Linked DNA regions of Sus scrofa: regions 2 and 3 are each linked to region 1. The links are chromatin contacts, called in public targeted proximity ligation maps. All regions are on one chromosome and are shown on one strand. The core of a region is the stretch at or near the end of the contact, and the rest is flanking DNA. Distances in the headings are between cores, read along the strand shown.

Region 1 (4,442 bases), core at 1,452-3,951:
TTGCTGTGAGCTGCAGTGTAGGTCACAGGTATGGCTTGGATCCCCTGTGGCTGTGGCTGTGGTGTAGACCTGCAGCTGCAGCTCTGATTTGACCCCTCGCCCGGGGAACTTCCATATGCTCCCTAAAAGCAAAACGCAAAAAAAAAAAAAAAAAAAAAAGAATGCTGCTTCAACACTGCAAGCTTTTCAGTTCTCCATTCCTGGAAGTCCCCACCTCCCCGTTCCTATAAGCTAAAGTCGTATTCATCCTTTGGGTTCTCACTCTAGCATCTTCTCTGACGTTTATTCACCAGAGAATGAATAAATGATTGTTTGGTTTCACCAACACACCCGGCTCCTGCCCCTATCTTTGCTCTCATAACACTTCATTGCATGGTGTTCCTATGGCCCTAGACTCCTTGGGGGCAATAGTTATATTCATCTTAGACTCTAATGTCTAGCATGATGCCTGGCTCATTGTAAGTGTGCAGTATGCGTGGAATAGATGTTGCATTAACAAATCCAAGGTAGAAAATAATCATGTTGGCACCGGCATTTTCAAGCATGAAGGCCCACTAAATATGCACAGTCAACAGCTATTCAGCTCAGCCACACCTATTTACGGCGGGTCTATTGTCTGCCAAGCACCAGAGGCAGCCCAAGAGAAGGATAACACAGGATCCGTGAACCCAAAGCGCATATGCACCGCAAAGATAACTAACAATACAAAATAGCATCTGATAAGTGTCTCATTAGAGCTCCAGGAGTGCGGTGGCAGCGGAGATAGAGCACACTGGGCCAGGGAGGGCACAGTAATTAAAATCCACAGGTAATCCCAAATCTTAATTTCATCAATGCTCGCACCCGAGGCCCATTCACGCCTTCTTAGGGATGTGGAAAAATGGCCAGATTTGAGTGTAATTTCCCCTCAGTGCCCTGCCTATCTATCGGAGCACCTGTGACCCACAGTAAAAGAACCACACGGTAAATAGCCAAAGAGGCAACGAGGAAGAAAGGCAGACCTTGTTCATTCACAGCTCAGATAGTCAGCTCTTGAATAGCTGAAAGCTCGCACAGTTTTAACCCGCGATTTGAAGATCAAATGAGGCCGTGTGTCACAACTGTACCTCACGTGAGGTTTTTGTTAAGGTGTGTTATTGGAAAAGAAGTAACTAAAACCAAGTCAAAGGCATGGGGAATGCACTAAATGCTTCCTTTTACAGGCCCCTCGCTGCAGGGAAGCTGTGTTTTTGCAATGGGACAAAATGCTGAAATCACCTAAGGCAACGAGGGCAATACTGAGAGTCTCCTGAAGGATTTTAACATTCGTGTGGGGATTGGGGGTAGAGAGCAAGCACATGGACTGTGACAAGCTAGCAAAGTCTGTTGACTCTTCTTCAAATATTTTCAAATGAAAAACTTTTTTAAAAAAATTGAAGAAAAATACATACAACTGCAAAGGAAGCCAACTATGTTGAAATACAGTTACAAAATAATAAAATCATGACATGGTAAAACATACGATTTTTTTTTCTTTTTCTTTCTTTTTTCCTTTTCTTTTTCTTTTTTTTTATGGTATATGGAAATTCCCAAGCTAGAGGTCCAATCGGAGCGGTACCTCTACCTACACCACAGCCACAGCAATGCGGGATGTGAGCTGTGTCTTTGACCTACACCACAGCTCACAGCAATGCCGGATCCAGAACCCACTGAGTGAGGCCAGGGATCCGACCTGGGTCCTTCTGGATACTAGTTGGGTTTATTACCGATGGCTGAGCCACAATGGGAACTCCCACATGTGTGTTTTTTTTTTTTTTTCCCACATGTGGTTTTTAAATAACATTATAAATAACAAGACTGAGCAGCACCGCTAAGGTTTAATTGTGATGTGAAGTAAGGCTAAGCATGAATCAAGGCATCAGCGACAATTGTCGAGGGATGTGAAAAGATCTGCCATGTCTCTTGTTGACAAAGTCACAGGTGCTACTGTTACTATTCTCATTCGTTGCCCACATTCATAAGAGAAGAAAATGCTAAATTTCAATTTGAGAAAATAAAGATATCATTTTGTTTTACCATCCAAGTTCACAGGCCCCCAGTTAAAAGCTGCTGTTCTGAGGTCCCTCAGCCACATGGTGACCAAGTTGAGAACCAGAGTCAGCGTGTGTTTGCCTGCTGTTGACGGACACAGGTCTAGGATGGCATTTCCCTCGTCAGCTAATGAAATTACAGTTTCTATTCTGCTCCTTAAAAAGTGAGGTTCTTAGAGAGATTCAACAACAAGGAGAAAGGACCCTTTGAGGACGCTCGTTGGAAAAGATCTTTATTCAGTGCACTGCCATTGACTTTCCTTGGAATGTGGCTCACTAACACTGCTCTTGTATTTTCTGCTGATGTAGTAGCTGCTGGATGCTTTACAGCCTCTTGCGGTATTCTTGCCTCATCGGATGTGGACATCGCAGATATAGGCAATGGTTCAGGAAGCAGAAATTCATGCTCTCAGCCTAGAGAAGCAGTTAGATTGCTCACTGCATGAAGTCACTCTTTGAAAATGGATAAGGGACAAGGCCACAGCCCTCTGAAAGGGGAATTTGGTGCCCATTAAAATGCAAATGAGAAACTTATAATTTTTCTTTTCCTTTTTTTTTAACAAATACAAAATTGTGATCATAACTGACCAGACCAGTTGGCCAGGGGCTGGAGCCCAGTTCCCCTTTCTTGTTTATTTTAAGTCCTTACCTAAACGAGAAAAGAAGGAAGGAGGGCAAAGGGAAGTGTCCTAACACTGTTGGGAAGGGTGGATCGCTATTTTATCTTTGCAAAAATGAAGTTTCTTCTCTACTTATTTAGAACTAAGCACGCGAGGTACCAATTCTCCTTCAACAATTACCGTGTCATTTAGAGGGTATGTCTTCACAGATTAGTTTCCACGCCTATAAATTGTTTTTAAAAAGGTAAAAATCTGTTTGATGGTAAATCAATATCTAAACAACAGGTAATGGGAGTTCCTTAGTGGCTCAGTGGGTTAAGGAACCGATGTTATTGCCGCTGTGGCTCAGGTCACTGCTGCAGCATGGGTTCAATCCCTGACCCAGGAACTTCCACATGCCATGGGCACGGCCAAAAATGAATAAATAAATAAATATAAATAAATAAATCCATTCTCAAAAGAATCAGATTTATGAGGACAACAAATTCCAAAATACAGAGTTGTTAGAGTGTCACATTGAAAAGGCTTTGACCAATGACACACATTATTTAAAAAACAAAAAGGTAGCCTAAAGAACATATCTGCTGAGTAGCTGTCTACTTGAATGTAGTTCATATTTTTCCCAGTCAGCAGCCACGAATGAGTCACTTCTTCATTTGTATTGGTATTGCAATTACAAGATAAACAGAGCATAAATCCTATCCTAGTATAGCTATTTGGGTGCATTTCTTTCTTTCGAATTTTGAATGTCTGGATTTGGTCTCGGCACCTCGAGGGTCTTGCTGGACAATTATTAGTTTCTCAATGAACATTTACTGAATTGAATGTAATTAAAGGGAGGAGAGAGTGAATGATGTGTCTGTAAAACCTGATCAGCAGTGTCAAAAGATCTTCCACCACCAATAACTTGAGGAATGGAATTTAAAAAGGGTCTAAATGGACAGCGAACAAGTCAGAAATGGACAAAGTGCACCTGCCAAGAACCTGACAATGCTTGGTATGCCATTGTTGAATAAATTACCAATTTTAATATTAATAGTGACTGTAATTCCACTGCCCAGTGTAGCTTCCTCCTCTATAACATGGAGACATGGACAGCATCTCCGCCATGGGCTGTTACGTGGGTTACACGTGTGAATGCACACAACACACTGAGAGGAGCATCTGCGTATAGTAAGTATTGGTTCTTGCACGAGCCAGGAATGGTTCTCAGCGCCTCTCATGCGTTGCTACTAGAAACTACGAAGGAGCCAGGATGAAGAAACACCTGAAAAACTGGGGCGGGGGGGGGGGGAGAAGGGCAGAAACTCCTACCCTAGAGGTTTTCAGTTCACAGCCTCTGTATTACTGTCCTTGCTGCCTGGAACAAGTGTCGCCAACTCATCCCGTGGCAGACGCCTCCTTAGACTTCCAGGTCACGGCCTCTGCTCAGACGTGCCTTCTCTCACTCACAGACTAGAGCAGCCTCCCTCATATCACCCCTCTTTCCCTTTAGAGCATTGGATATGGTGTGTAATTGCACGCGTCATTCTCTTTTGACCCATCTATGGGTGTCTCCACCACGAGACTGTGCATTCCCTGAGTGCTGGAATTGGTTACGTCACCCATTATCCTCAGCTCCTAGAAGAATGCTCAGCATAGACTAGACGCTCGGTGAGTGAATGAATGTATCCGCGTACCCCTTGGGTGCAAATGGAATAAATGAATGTATCAGGGTTCTGGCTGCTGGAGGTTGCGGCCAGCATGGCATGCA
Region 2 (4,668 bases), core at 2,151-4,650, 560 kb after region 1:
TGTAAGGGACAGTATTAAAATATGTGGTTTAATTGATAGAGAAATTGTTATTGAGCGAATCAGTAAGTGATCACTCAAGTAGAGCTGGCTTATAAGTAAAAGTTATGAACTTCTTTTGGACACTGGGAAGGAAAACTTCAATTTCTTACTGAGAGGCAACCATACCATGTGCAATCACCTCTCTTAGAAACACATGACAATCTAAACTCCAAAATAAGTCAGTTAAGACCAGTGATTCCTACTGCGATGGAATGACCACAATATTTGACGTTACTCCTTTCAAAAGGTAGTCTATTTCCCCTCTCTGAACCTGGGATGGCTTTGTGGAAGTGATATTGAGCCAGTCTGAAGGCTTTGCAGCTTCCAGTCTTGTATCCTTGAAACCCTGAGGCCACGTGAACAAGCCAGGCTTGGGGTGCAGCATAATGAGAAACACATAGTTCCTCTTTTTGTCCCAACTGATGGTCATTCAATCACTGGATATATGGATGATGCCATCTGAGACTAGCCAGCCTCATTAACCCAATTAATGACCTCAGATACATGAGCCTAGCCTAGATCAGAAGAATATCCAGAACTGTGAACTATATAAGGGGTTGTTGTTTTAAGTCAATGAGTTTTGAAGTGATTTGTAAATTAGCAATGGATAACAGCTATTCAAGGATTCATTCAAAGTTCTCAATGTATACATCTAAGGATAACCTGACCCCCTTGCTGTACAGTGGGAAAATAAAAAAAAATAAATAAACAAAGTTCTAAGACCGACCAAGTAGTTTTAAACACTTGTCAACAAGTCTTTATATCCTTAAAAGAAACTGGAAGTGAAGGCTGAAGCTGACATCTAAGAAATAATTTACTTTTCCCTGGAAATATTCATCAACAAATAAGGTGAAGTGTCTCTAAATAGATAACCAGAATGAGAGAGGAAATGATCTAATGCTTTAATGGTAAATGTATGTTTCAGGGGCATAGCTAGTGGGATGCTAGATTGGGGTCACATCAACCTGTGAAATCCAGTTATTAAATGTTCAGAATTCTATAAGCCAGTTGTTAAACCATTAGTAGATTAAGTCAACCATCATGAGAGCATTTACACCATGGAAATCGGCAATCACCACCAAGCAGTGCCAGTGGCTAAAATTTTACTAGTGTACCACAGGGCACATCTGCTACTGAAGGCAAATTTCATCTGCATGTACACACACACACACACACACCAAAACATCCTTAAGTTGAAAGAAGACATTGGTTGGTTCTGTCAATTGGTCTTATTGAATCTCAATCCCCACATCTGTAAAATCAAACTCTGTGCCCAATAATTATCTTTAAGGTTCCTTTTAGGTCTGCTAGTCAATCCTCTATGATCCTACTGAGGGTAATTACACATGGATGGCAATGACAGAAAAGGCCAATGGGGTCAATTCAAATAACCACACTGACCATGCTACTGACAAACTAAAGTAGTGGTATAAGGAGTTCCTGTTGTGGCTCAGTGGGTTACAAGCCCAACTAGTATCCATGAAAATGCAGGTTCGATCCCTGGTCCCGCTCAGTGGGTTAAGAATATGTTGTTGCCTTGAGCTGTGATGTAGGTCGCAGATGCTGCTCGGATCCTGCATTGCTGCAGCTGTGTCTGTGGCAGAGACTGGAAGCTGCAGCTCTGATTTGATTCCTAGCCTGGAAACTTCCATATGTCATCGGTGCAGTCCTAAAAAGCAAAAAAAAAATAAAAAATAAAAAAAAATAAAGCACTAGGCCTAGATGATTCACTAGTAGATTCTACCAAACAGTTAAGGAAGAAATAATATCAATTCTCCACAATCCCTTTCAGAGGAGAGAGCAGAAGGAACACTCCTAATTCGATGTGCCAGCATTACCAATGCCAGTATTAATATCAAAACCGGACAAAAACACTACAAGAAGAGAAAACTACAGGCCTCATGGATTCTTAGCTGGGTTCTTAGCCCACTGAGCCACAAAGCGAACTCCAACAACAGTGTTCCTTCTAACAGGGAACAAAGAGAAACAATGACTATGTCCAATAACAGGGAGTTAATTATGACAATTCAGATTACAAAATTATATGCATCTACTAAATAAGTGTTATTTACTGATATGGCAAAAAAAACTCCATATTAAGTGAAAAAGTTATAAAACAACATGCGCTGGAGTTCCCTGGTAGCCTGGCTGGTTAAGGATCCAGGGTTGCTACTGCTTTGGCTCAGGTCACTTTTGTAGTGCGGGTTCAACCTCTGGCCCAGGAACTTCTGTATGGCATGGCCAAAAGAAAAGAAATAAGCAAAACAACAGGCATGACAAATACAATTCTTACTTTGTTTCTTCTTTTTGGTCACACCTGCTGTATGCAGAAGTTCCTGGGAAAGGGATTGAACTGGATCTACAGCAGGGACAACACTTGATCCTTAACCTCCTATGCCAGCAGGGAACTCCCCAATTTTTATTTTTGAAATATATTTATGCAGCAAAATAACAGAGAAGAAGGGTAGTTAAAATGTTAGGTCTATCTTTAGGCAGGACAATTAGAAGTAATTTTATTTTCTATTTATTTAATCTCTAATTTAAAAAAATAATGATGCATCACATTCATAGTTAAAAAGTGATGCCATTAGAAAAACTAAGAAGTTCAGTAGATACTAGTTAAGTAGATATTATGCTCCTTAAGGGCCCATTTTTTGTTACTGGCCTGGCAAAAGGCATGCCGCCTCTTCAACTGTAGTAGGGGTTCAATAAATGCTTAATGATGAGATCAACAGAATGAATAATGGCCTCACTTAATTTCACTACCATCATTTACTAGTCATTCTTACCTAAAGAATATCCAAATACTGGAGTTCCGTTGTGGCTCAGTGGTAACGAACCCAACTAGTAGCCAGGAGGATTCGGGTTTGATCCCTGGCCTGCCTCAGTGGGTTAAGGAGTAGTTAAGTGCCATGAGTCGTGGTGTAGGTTGCAGACACCGCTCAGATCCCATGTGGCCCTAAAAAGACAGACAGACAGACTCACACACACAAAGGATATTCAAATACTGTCTGCTAAATTAAGCACATTAAAAGTCACCATCTTGGGCTGAGGGATGTTCAAAATGAACCCTTTGTGAGAGTGCCCTCTGGTGGTTTTGCCCACAATGCTTTTTATCAATTTCAGGAGTGTTAACCCACCTCACCAAGGGAAGGAAATATGAGAATAAGAACTGGGTAGTAAGATTTCCATGAAGCTAAATTTATTCCATGTTAAGAACCATCACACTTTACGTACTTTTCAAACTTCTAGAAAGACAAACAAGTGGATCTTTCATAAAATGTTAGCGATGGTGGATAATAGATTAGTCCTCTGGGGTGGGAAATGAGAGAAGCAGAGAGGAAGCGGTGGTGATGAAATATGTACTTATTTAGCAACTCATGAAAACCAAAATTCCAGGAACTATATATACAGTGTTAACTGCAATGTACTATATTTCCAGCACAACAAAAACTAAATTAATTCTCCAAAGCACTAACATATGAATCTGTGTGGTTTGGCCATCTTAGAATTGAACAATTTCTATTTAGTAGATCTTTGTACTTAGAAGAAAATCTGTTCATTAATTTAGCTTTTACTCTTCCTTTTTGTGTGTGTCTTTTTTAGGGCCATACCTACAGCACATGGAGGTTCCCAGGCTAGGGGTCCAATTGGGGCTGTAGCAGCCGGCCTAAACCACAGTCACAGCAACGCAGGATCCGAGCCGTGTCTGCGACCTACACCACAGCTCACGGCAACGCCGGATCCTTAACCCACTGGAGCAAGGCCGGGGACCAAACCCGCAACGTTATGGTTCCTAGTTGGATTTGTTAACCACTGAGCCACGATGGGAACACTGATTCTTTCTATTTTTTTAAATAAATTTTTTCTTTTTGGCCTCGCCCAGCAGCAGAAGTTCCTGAAGCAGGGACTGAATCCACACCACAGCAGTAACAATGGCACATCCTTAACCTGCTATGCCACCAGAGAACTCTATTTCCTACTTTTTATAACATGGCTTACCTCAATCTTTGTAAAAATTTGTGGATGTAAATCAATCTGAAAAAAAAATATCCATTTTCAAACATAGCTGGTTAATATTTCTGATTAACAAATGCTTGGCTTTTTTTTTAGGGCCACACCTGCAGCACATGGAAATACCCAGGCTAGGAGTTGAAGTGGAGCTGCAGCTGCCAGCCTACGCCACAGCCACAGCCACACAGGATCCGAGGCGTGTCTGCAACCTACACTACAGCTCACGGCAACAACGGATCCTTAACCCACTGAGCCACTAAAGAACTCCCTCAAATACTTTTTTGTGTGGTGTTTTGGATCTTTTTTTTTTTTTTTTTTTTTTTTTTTTTTTCTGGCCACACATGCAGCATGCAGAAGTTCCTGGGCCAGAGATCAAACCCAAAACAGTTAACCCAAGCTGCGGCAGTGAAAACACTGAGTCCTTAACTGCTAGGCCACCAGTGAACTCCTGATTATCAAATTCTATGGACTTGTTTTTCCTTTGATCTTTCCCAACAAATTAATAAGTTATTAAAGAAAAAAGTATAAACCACTTAAAAACACTTTCTTTCAGTAACAGAGGGCAGCCATTGTTAACATTCCTCTTACTCTTTCCTATTCACTATTTCTTTCATT
Region 3 (4,285 bases), core at 315-2,814, 560 kb before region 1:
CCAGTCTGTGGATCACATCCACCAGTGAGTGTCTTCGGAGACTCTTGTGTCTGGCTGTTGCTGCTGGTGGCTGGAGTTTGACAGCTGGGACCATCAGCTTCTTCCAGCACCTGATTCATCAGAGTGCGGTCCTCACGCCGCTCACGCCGCTCACGCCGGGGCCAAGAGTCTTCAGTCGTCGCAGTGACCTGACTTGCCAAGGCAACCACGTCTGCTGAGCTTTTAGGATTTGCAACTTGTTTCCCAGCTCGAGAATGCTTGCTGATGCTGTTTACTCTCATAGCCTCCCAGGCCTGCAGGGTGTATAAGTCTTTGAACTTTGCTGTGTAATTCACTTTTCTGCATGCGGGGCCTTGAAGGGGGGGCCCAGAGAACATGGACTTCAGGGGATCCGTGCACGTCTGGAAATTGTATGCACTGTGTTTTTGGAAATGGTTTTCATAAAAGAGGTATGAGCATTTTGTGAGGAGGGTTCTTAGCCTCACGTGCTAAAGAAGCAGGCTGGGAGTTCCCACCGTGGCTCAGCAGAAACGAATCTGACTAGCATCCGTGAGGACGCAGGTTTGATCCCTGGCCTCCCTCAGTGGGTTAAGGATCTGGTGCTGCTATGACCTGTGGTGTAGGTCGCAGACTCGGCTCGGATCTGGCATTGCTGCGGCTCTGGCATAGGCTGGCAGGTATAGCTCCAATTTCACCCCTAGCTGGAACCTCATATGCCATGGGTGCGACCCAAAAAAAAGACTAAATAAATAAATAAACAAAATAAAGCAGGGTGGCCCCAGGAAAAGAAGAATAATGCTAGATCTTACCCCACTCATTTATATGAGGATACAATGAGAAAGGGCATAAACATTCCGTGAAGTTAGCTCTCCTTGTCTGTGATCCTCAAAAGGTTAAAATGATGGAACTGGAGTTCCCGTTGGGGTGAAGTGGTTAACGAATCCGACTAGGAACCATGAGGTTGCGGGTTTGATCCCTGGCCTTGCTCAGTGGGTTAAGGATCCGGCATTGACGTGAGCTGTGGTGTAGGTCTCAGATGTGGCTCGGATCCTGAGTTGTTGTGGCTGTGGCGTAGGCCGGCGGCTACAGCTCCAATTGGACCCCTAGCCTGCAAACCTCCATATGCCGCGGGAAGCGGCCCTAGGAAAAAAAAATAAATAAATAAAAAATGAAAAAACGATGGGACTGCTTTCTATCCCTTAGAACTGGGTAGCAGATGTATCATCAGTAGTGACATTATTAACATTCTTAGAGCCCTTTGTGCTGTCCCCTGAACCCGCGAGTCTGCCTCCCGTGCCCTTCCTGCATCCTCTTGGACGGGAGGGACTGCGGGTCCCCCCTGCAGATGAGGACAGGGAGGCTCCCGGCAGACAAGAGCCCCCGCTGCTGAGGCTCAGAGGAGTGGCTTCGGCTTGCATTCTGGTGACCGGACAGATCATAAGACAGTCACCGTGTACAGAGTGTGACGCGTGTCTTGCCCCTTGAATTCCTGGAAGTTAGGGCCGTCAGAGGGTCAAGGGAGACTTCCTAGAATAAATGACGCTTAATCTGAGCCCTGAGACACGGGCAGGAATAGGCCAGGCGGGGCGTGGGCATTGTGTGTGGAGACAGCAGCGTGTGCCAGTTCCTAGAGGCAGGGGGATGCCTCTTGGCAAGAGGGGGTGGAGATAAAGCAAAAGAGCAGTTTCCTGGACACCCCCCCAAAAAACCCCAGATGGATGTCAGAAAAAAAAAGGAAGAGAATAGAGCAGAGAATCATCTTTGGATTTGTAGACACCCCTACAAACCACGCTGCTGTTTAAAATAATTCCCAGGAGCGTTCATGACGCGGGGATGCGGTGGGTGTGCTGCGGCAGGAGGCGCGTGTGTGAAATTGCCTGGATGCCGTGAAGATGAATCTACCGAGGATGGAGACCTAGAAGGTTCGTGGAAGAAGGAAAGGAGCTCTTGGGTTGAGGTGGTGCATTTGGAAAACGCGTTCTAATGGGGTCGAGGCCCCGGCGCTCATTCCACTGGGCCTCCAGCCTCTTGGTTCTGATTCATTTCATGCTTGCGGGCTGTGTTCCAGGCCCTGGGCTGGAGCACGTCTCAGGCACGTCTGTGTGTCCATCCCTGACTGGGTCAGCGTTCAGAGAGCTCGGCCCTTGGCCCCAGAGCCCCACAAGAATCTCTGTGTTCTCACTTGCCCTTGGGACTCCTGTGATTCAAATTCCCTTTTTGTTCACTTGAGGAAAAAGAAAAGGCAGTTCCAGTTAGTGAAAAAGACTCCTTCCACCATCTCGATGGCATGAAGCAGGGAAATTAAGGAGCCACAGGGGCGACAGCTGAAATAACTGGGTATCAGGCAGACGTGTCCATTTGACCTAGCTTATTACTGTTTGGAGTCTGGTGCTTCTGGAAAATTGCCTGGTTCCTTCTAAGTTTTCCACAGGGATCAAAGGCTTTGTGTGCTTGGAATGTGTTGTCATGCAGTTAGTCGGAAGCTTTCGCTTTCATGCAGGTCAATGAGAAAAAAGCAGTGTGCGGCCGTGACATGGGGCATCAACACAGCCTTTGTTCCTTGGTCCTCTTGATATGTATTCTGAGTGTCTGTCCCTTCTGTAGGCAGCCTCAGGACAAGGGACAGGTAAAAACTGTGCTTAAAATATGGTATTTGCTTTAAAATGCTCCCAGCACACACAAACACGCACACTATGTATGGGAGAATATGAAATCAGAAAGGTGAGGGTATATGGGTTTCTTTATATTCTTCTCTTCACCTTACTTATGTTTGGCATTTTTCACAAGAAAAAAACTTAAGGAGTTCCCACTGTGGCTCTGTGGGTTAAGAACCCAACATAGTGTCTGTGAGGATACGGGTTCAATTTCTGCCCTTGCTCAGTGGGTTAAAGGTCTGGCATTGCCACAAGCTACAGATCGCAGATGTGTCTCGGATCTGGCTGCGGTGTAGGCCTGCAGCTGCAGCTCCCATTCAGCCCCTAGCCTGGGAACCCATGTGCTGCTGGTAGAGCCAAAAAAAAAAAAAAGAAAGAAAAATCTTAAATAGCATTTAAAAGACTGGTAACAGGGAGTTCCCTTGTGGCACAGTCGTTTAAGGATCCAGTGTTGTCGCTACAGCAGCTCAGGTTACTGCTATGGTGCAGGTTCTGTACCTGGCCTGGGAACCTCCCCATGTCGCAGGTGTAGCCAAAAGTGAAAAATAGAAGACTGGAACAAATGTGAAAAGCCCTACATGACAGTACACTTTCTGATATTTTTGGGGATAGCCAACCCCGGATGCCACGACCCTCCTTGGACCCTAGAGTTCAGGGAGTGGCTGCGGATGGGGTAGGGGAAGCAGAGGGGCCCAGAGGTGGCAGCTGTCCCTGGAATAGACATTAGAATAGATAAAATGTCTTGGGAGTTCCTGTCGTGGCACAGCGGAAATGAGTCCAACTGGGAACCATGAGGTTTCGGGTTCGATCCCTGGCCTTACTCAGTAGGTTAAGGATCCAGCGTTGCTGTGAGCTGTGGTGTAGGTTGAAGACACAGCTCGGATCTGGTGTTGCTGTGGCTATGGTGTAGGCTGGCGGCTACAGGTCGGATTAGACCTGTAGCCTGGGAACCTCCATGTGCCACAGGTGCGGCCCTAAAACAACAAATAGACCAAAAAAAAAAAATATATATATATATATAAAACATCTTGCTGCATAGCACGGGGAACTCTAATCATTTGTGATGGAACATGATAGAGGATAATGTGAAAAAAAGAATGTATATACATGTGTCACTGGGTCACTAGACTGTACAGCAGAAATTGACAGAACATTGTCAATCAACTATAATAAAAACTGTAAAAAAGAATATATAAAACAAAAAGGATAATTGTATGAATTTTAGAAAACCAGAAAGAAATACTCAAACTATTACTCCTGAATGATTCATTTTCTTATTTCATATTTTCAGAGTTTTCTACAGTACAGAGTTAAAAGAACTCTCTCCTCACCTTAAGAACCCCGAAGCCCTGATGATGAGATTACAGGTGAAATGAAACCCAGAAATGATGAGGAACTTGCCCCCGGTCCCGCCCTGGCTGGGTGCCAGGTGTGGCATGTACAGGGATTTCCTTTTTTTTTTTTTTTTTAAATACCATCACATGAGTTCTGGACCCTTTTCAAAATAAGCACAGACTTTAAAACCTACCAAGCCACATCCCGCTTGCTCATCTTCCTTCTGTGTTGTGCTTGGCGGCCCCCAACAGGTAATTGTCTTCCCACGGTCAGATGGTTAATAGCAAAGGTGGTAG

Evidence for each region.
Region 2: a contact with region 1 is called in a targeted proximity ligation map of alveolar macrophages. A contact is called at or near these places in 7 of 47 Hi-C or Micro-C datasets (brain, liver, omental adipose tissue and 2 more) and 2 of 2 datasets of targeted methods (alveolar macrophages and skeletal muscle).
Region 3: a targeted proximity ligation map of alveolar macrophages shows a contact between it and region 1. A contact is called at or near these places in 3 of 47 Hi-C or Micro-C datasets (embryonic fibroblasts, fetal skeletal muscle and subcutaneous adipose tissue) and 1 of 2 datasets of targeted methods (alveolar macrophages).

What each region holds. Positions count from the first base shown.
Region 1 is chr5:89,069,865-89,074,306 of Sscrofa11.1, forward strand. No RefSeq gene overlaps it. Among named protein-coding and RNA genes, the nearest start is that of PLXNC1, 16 kb to the left of the region's middle.
Region 2 is chr5:89,625,766-89,630,433 of Sscrofa11.1, forward strand. No RefSeq gene overlaps it. Among named protein-coding and RNA genes, the nearest start is that of MRPL42, 34 kb to the right of the region's middle.
Region 3 is chr5:88,506,942-88,511,226 of Sscrofa11.1, forward strand. The region is part of intron 1 of TMCC3 (transmembrane and coiled-coil domains protein 3); the gene reads left to right. It overlaps LOC110260795 (a long non-coding RNA gene), which reads right to left. Exons shown (of 2, transcript XR_002344254.1): 2 at 4,126-4,285. Among named protein-coding and RNA genes, the nearest start is that of TMCC3, 100 kb to the left of the region's middle.